Linked DNA regions of Macaca mulatta: region 2 is linked to region 1. A link is a contact called in public Hi-C data. All regions are on one chromosome and are shown on one strand. Each heading gives the region's core, a stretch centred on a gene start, on an enhancer-like site or on the middle of the called end of the contact. The rest is flanking DNA. Distances are from core to core; before and after follow the strand shown. Region 1 has its middle 180 kb from the start of TRNAG-GCC. Region 2 overlaps LOC114676844.

Region 1 (3,280 bases), core at 565-3,064:
TCTATAACGTCAAATAATAATCTCTCTAAACTTGTATTTTGAAATACAAAATACTTCCTTCTTCCTCTAAATCAACAAAATGGGTTTAATTAATCTTATGCTGTTATTTAAGGTTTTAGGAAATAATAATTAATCACCATTCTTTAGCAGACAAAAAATTATGGCTACAACAGTTACAATAAATTAACTCAAATGATCTCACAAATGAAAAAATTTTCCTGGTTAGGAGTGTAAAAACTTTACTGTCCTAAATTGTCTCCTAATTACACGATGCTACTTAAACAACATATCTCAGTAAAAGTACAGATGTCATTTAACATTTGTCAACTCACTGATTTAATAACCACATGAAAAGGCAATAGAATTATAAAACATGTCATTTTTCCAATACTCTAATGAAATTTTTCATGTATATGAAAATTCACTTACTTGATTATGCATTTTAATTACTATTATTTTGAAAATATATCAAAACAAAAGGAGTTGTATCATAGCCAAAAAGATTTTTTAAATGTAAAATTTGGTCTAAGTAAGATAATGTTTTATAATAACATAAACTATGAAACTACAACTACATATACGAAAACATATTGATTTTGGTAAAAACTTTTCAGATTAATCCAAAAAATTTTTCATTTCTAAAACAATCTATACCTAGTTACTTATCAACTAATTTCCAGTTGTTCAACTGACTATGAACTACTTTTTGTTTACAAAAATAAATTATGGTAACAATTTAAGTACTGTCATATTTGAGGCTTTTAAGGTTAATGTAAATTTAGTGCTGACATTTTAAAAATTACTATTAAGATGGCCATTGATTACAATGATTAGTGAATATAATCAAAATCATGAAACCAAATTATTTAAGTCAACAAGCCGCTGAAGTAATCATATTCATTTAGAGGTGAGAAAGTGCAAGTTGTCTTTTTAACTGAAACCACAGTAAAATCAAGAAAAAAAGAAACTCCCATTCACATTCTAAGTAAAATTATGTAACCAAAAAAAGCTATTTGCATATATAAAAATGCATTCAAACTAAGGTGGATGTGTGCATAGAAATCCCTATGAAGAACCCAGATTTTGTTTATGGGAAAAGTTGGCACATACTCCTGGCAAATCTTCCAGAGTCTATCATTAAATTACCAGCTATTGAGAAGGCTTTTAGCAAGATAGCTAAATTTCTAGTTGATAACTTTAAGACTTGTTTAAAAAAATAATTCCAGTACTGCAAATAAAAAGAATTAATTTTTCTTTCTACAGACTAAAAGGTTTTGTTATACTTCCAAATCTGTGCCACCTTCTGCCTGACACACTATTTAGAGCTGCTCTTTTGTGTTAGTTGTTTTTCAAACTTCACTGGATGATCTCGGAACCTCTAGGGATTTAAATCATCACGAACAAATGACAGAGTCAGACTGATGTACTATTAAAACAAAAGATAACTTACATTTGTAACACTAGTTATAAATAATAATAGGACATTAGAGAGTTTTATTAGAAGAAAAATTGCCTGAAAAACTTCCTCCTATTAGGTTAACCTTCTAGAATTTCTCAAACAAACCGAATTATTTCTGCAAAATCAAAGTCAATACCTGCGTCTGTTTATAAAATCAACATTTCACAATGCAACTATTTTTTTCTTTTCATTTAACATTTTTAAATGATCTCTTGTCTTCTTTTGTGTTTTAGCTGAGTTTGTGTGCGGCACACATTGTTGCTTCAGCTTAAAAACCCCCTGTGTGGTAAGGGCTTGGGCAGCCCTGGGGAAGGCAATGAACATGGTGAAATTCAGTACAGTGTGGTAAGACAAGGAGAGCATGAATAATATTTGGAGATCTAGCACACCTTAGTGGAAACAATCATTATTACAACTGCTTTGAAGACATTTGAATTTTAAATTCCATTGTTTGTGAAATTCTATCTCGGCTAAATAGAGGGACTTTTGTTCAGGCTTTTGTTTTCTTTAGCATAATGTGTTTCTTTCCCAAACTCCCCACAGATAAGAAGATAAAATTGATCATGAATTTCTAAAAGTAGAAATCATAATTTTTTTGGGAATTAGCATAAAATTATTGTACAACCCTCCATGGGCTATCAAATTGGGAGCAATCCAATTTTCTTCGGCATCATGGTCACATACAAAGTGTCAGATCCTTCTTGTTAAATGACTATTGTGTATTTAATTTACAATAGCTTCTCAGGTCTGCTCTTAGGATGTTTGAAAGACTTTTGGTTTAAATAGGTTGTATATGTTCTGCTGTTAATGGCTGACCCTCTTTACTTCATATTACTAAAATGTAATCAAGAAAAAGAGAGTAGAAAATACATCACAAATATTCAGTCTACTCTCTGACAATTTCAAGAGCTTTCAATTTTATCTCCTGTTCCATTATCTTCAATTATAGAGTTTGGAGAGGGAAAGAATTCAAAATAAATACAGAACATTCATTCCAATACATGAAGAAAATTAGCCCTGTTCATGTACACTTTAGAATACAGATATGTTTCTAAAAATCAGAATATAGTATTTATGGAGCCATTAGTAAAACACACTTGATTATCTAAGCATCTCAACTGCGTGATGCTTGATCAAAAACTAGGTAGAAAATCATGTCTACCAACAATTAAATATTTCTGAAGAGGGGACTTCCAAAATGGTAGAATAAGAAGCTCAACAGATACTTTCCCTAAAAAATGACAGCAAAGCTGAAGAAAATGGTCAAAAACAACTATTCGAAGACTCCATAAATTGTCCAAAATCATGCAACAAATTGAGATGTATTTATTCAGGAAAAGCCTCCAGGAAGAATAGTGGGAGTCTGGGGCATTTATATCAGGAGCTGCTCCCTTCCCCCACTACCTTCCAGCTTTGTTAGCATGGTAGATCCATGAAGGTAGGACAAACTGTGAAAAATAGCAGCTTTGCTGTTGGAGGGGGGATCACTCAGTTTGAAATGGAGCATTAAACAACTCTATAGCCAGGGGCATTATTGAAAACAGTTGCAATCTCTGTGGCAAACAAATAGGGAAGGTCAACAACATAGCTCTCCTAAGCTTGAGGTCCTAGCCAGAGCAAGCAACAAAATGGCAAACTAGCTAGAAAATGAAGAAGAAGATTGGGGAATGAGACGACAGTGTTGGGACTTGATAAGTTCCTCTCTGTCTCTGGAAATTTGGAAGGCTGCACAGACGCACATATGTAGAAGAAACCAGAAAGGGCCCTTGCCATCCACTCATCCCTGACTGAACATGAAGACTTGTCAATGCACAGAGGAAA
Region 2 (3,280 bases), core at 212-2,711, 720 kb before region 1:
AAACAGAAAGAGCCCTTCTCACAAATGTCAATCTCAAAAAACTTGCACAGCAGCTGTGCTAGGTACTGATGAGGATTACTACAGACCCAGTTGCAGGGTTTTATGTGACTAAAGAGACAACTGGCTTTCTCAGGGGAGCACTTTGTTGGAGATTGCAGCTTAGTGCATCCCCACTGTTGCTAGAAGACGTTGTGACCATGTAGTACAGAATCGGTGCCAGATAAAATCAGAAAGTAGCAAAAAGCAAGAAGAAAAACTCAGAGTTTTTTTAAATCTTAAAGTGAGAGACGAAAACAAATGTTCTGGGCTTGTTTCATTCACTTGTAAGGAAAAGGAGACAGATGAAGGGATGCCTTTAACTCAGAAAACTTGAAGGGCTTTCAGTCTTTTCATTTGAGAACCATTTGGGTGTGTTGAGAAAAAAAGTTGCAGAGTAGGCATGTTCAGACCTTTATTTGCTACATTTGGTAGGAAAGATTTTTTTTCCCCCCTCTTAACTACAAGAAGCCAGAGTTTTCTGTGCAAACGAAACAGGCGTTGCAAGAATCAGATTCACTTTGGACGACTCTTCACATTCCAAGTCATCATTGCGTTAGGCAGCACAATTCCATCTCTGGTTGATGGGCAGAAAAAGTGGGCAGCTTGCCAGGTAGACGTTTCCATGACTCCCAGCCCCCAAAGGTGATGCGTTTTTCAGCTAATTCAATGAAGAGTGGGCTGAACTTTGGGTCTAAACGAGACAATAGCTGCCTTCGCAGTATCAGCAGAATGGTTGATGGGAATGCACTCTACATTTGGCAGAGAATCATGTGACCTTACGACTGAGATTTTGTGATGGTGCCAACGGAGACTTGGAAAGCAGCAACCGTCCTGACTTTTTTCTTCTTTTCTAACATGGCTCAGAAAATGGTGGATCTTAATACTTGACTTTAGCCAGACTCAGCAAGCGACTGAGCTTTGAAGCACAACTTCGCCTTTATTCTGGGTTTTTGGCAGGCCACCAGGAGGCTGTCCCTTTCACGCCTGATAAATTCTGCTGCTTATCTCTAAATAGAAAAAAAAGAAAAGAAAATAATAATAGAATATTGAGGCATAACAAGTGAATTCCAAAATTGTATGTGCTTTTTTTTCTTTTTGCCTTTTCTGACTGCTGATTTTTATTTTTTATTTTTTATTTATTTATTATTATTATTATTATTATTTTAGGTTACTACCGTTTCTGCTTGTAGAAGAATCCAAGTAGTTGGGTCTTTTTTGGTTTTTTTTTTTTTTTTTTTTGGTTTAAAATGAACAGGCGTTTGAACTGGGCAAACAGGACGACAGCACCAGTGAGCATGAGATCATTGCATTGCAGCAGTGTAGCAAGCTGGCACCCTGCCTTTGCACCCCTTTGGTTCAGGAGACAAACGTGTGCGATCCTCATTTCTAAAGTCAGCACAGCCTGGAAGGATTCCTGGTCTCTCCCACCTTCTACCATTCTGCTGCCAGTGACGGCAAGGATTGGTGTAGCTTCTGCGCAGTGCTTTGTGCCTGGAATACCGAGAAGGAAGAAAAAGAAGACAAGCACCCTGGTCCTTTTCTAAGAAATTACAGGCGCCCTTGAAGAAAAAATCTGAGTGTGTCCTACTACATGCAAGAGTGCTGAAAAAAAAAAAAAAAAAAAAAAAAAAAAAGAGACGTTCCTGCTCAAAAACAAAAACAAAAGCAAACAAACAAAAATCCAAACCAAAACAAACCAAAAAAAAGCAAACATTGGCTGTATAACTACAGAGACATCGGGCTTTGTAAAGCAGCTTTTTAAGGCAACAGAGCCAAATGAGCCTTCTTTATTTTTATTATTTCAAACAATATGGCATAATTAGCAATATATTGCACTTGGTGAAATCGCACCTTTCATATCAGGTATAACTTTTTTTGTTGTTTTTTCTTTTAAAGGCTACTGTTATATAAAAGGGGATCCTTGAACTTTCAATTTACTCTGATGTAACTCATAGCCCACTTTACTCTTATTAACTTTTTCCTTTTCCTCTCTTGCTCTAATTTTGATTAGAATAGAAACTTAAGTAAAGATGGAAAAATCTCTATGAAAAAGACAATACATGTTTTTATGTGCGGTATACACAGAAGTTTTGGAAAGGCATTAATATATCTGTGCTTTTTGGGTCCGGTATTAGTTTTTGCTATCTAAGAAAAGTGAATGTTTAGACCTAGTGGGTAAAAAAAAGTAAATCTTTAATGTGACTTATAATTTGAAATGTGAAAGAAGAAACTTTTTAAACTAGTAGAAAAGGGTTATATTAGAATATGCACTAAATTACTGATAAATCAGATTACTTTTGGGGAAGTTATATTCAAATTATTTACAGAGATTTCAGTAGAACAAAAATAGGAATGAAAAGAGCATGTTCTCATTTGCTAGGTAGAAAACAAGCTTCTTTCATAATAATAAGCTCTTTTAAAATACATTTTAAAAGAAGTACTTGTCCTAGAGCAGTTGCAAAACGCATTGGAAATATCAAGTATATGAGTAAAAAAAGTACATACAAACTTGTTTTAAGTTCAGAGCAATGTATTGGCTCAGCAGATAACTGCATTGCATTGTAATTATTTTGTCTGTTTCTAGAAGTAAATTGCTAAGCAATTTAAGCATTTTATTAAAAAAACAGTTTTGCCTGGTTCAGTGTGAAAGGATTAGCAGATGCCTTCCAGCTATTTTAGTTTTGATAAAAAATGTTTCTAAACAAGTGTAAAAATAATTTTTAAAAGAGAATGCTTTTGAAAAATTTAGCATATACCAATGAAAACTATAATTTGCATACTAATAATTGATGTTATAATATTTTGATAAAAATATGCTTTGATAATCTGTTATGCTTTTAAAATCATATTTTATTATATTAAAAATATGTAGGGCAAACAATGAGAAATCTAGAACTGATTAATTCTGCCTTTGTGTTTGCTATTCTATGAACAATTACAGGAAATTGCACAATCCCTATATACTGATAACATTCAAATAAAACGTTTTGTTGATTATTGTTCACTAATTATTTACAAAATAGCTCTCGTTCCTCCATGCTGTCTCAGCTAATGGTACACCAACTTTCACAGGCTTAATTAATATTGATAAACCTGTTTCCATGTTTCAAGATCCTTTAGTTTAAAAACATTATTTTAAATGTTATTTTTAGCAGCCATTAATCTCTACACTCTTAATTATCTTATTAAGCTCCATGCCAAATCCAAATCTCTTTTCAGCTTTCACTTCATTGTGCAAAAC

Evidence for each region. A called contact is a pair of places that touch in the nucleus more often than the background predicts.
Region 2: a contact with region 1 is called in a Hi-C map of fetal cortex germinal zone, with 3 times the contacts expected there. The contact joins two enhancer-like sites. A contact is called at or near these places in 2 of 14 Hi-C or Micro-C datasets (fetal cortex germinal zone and fetal cortical plate).

The regions. Positions count from the first base shown.
Region 1 is chr3:30,466,010-30,469,289 of T2T-MMU8v2.0, reverse strand. No RefSeq gene overlaps it. Among named protein-coding and RNA genes, the nearest start is that of TRNAG-GCC, 180 kb to the right of the region's middle. Within about 2 kb of position 1,814, at least 8 of the 40 cell types and tissues checked have an H3K27ac peak or open chromatin away from gene starts, as enhancers often do. A contact at or near this core is called in fetal cortex germinal zone and fetal cortical plate, where this site is marked.
Region 2 is chr3:31,180,907-31,184,186 of T2T-MMU8v2.0, reverse strand. The region is part of intron 4 of LOC114676844; the gene reads left to right. Among named protein-coding and RNA genes, the nearest start is that of MIR99A, 3.6 kb to the right of the region's middle. Within about 2 kb of position 1,461, at least 19 of the 40 cell types and tissues checked have an H3K27ac peak or open chromatin away from gene starts, as enhancers often do. A contact at or near this core is called in fetal cortex germinal zone and fetal cortical plate, where this site is marked.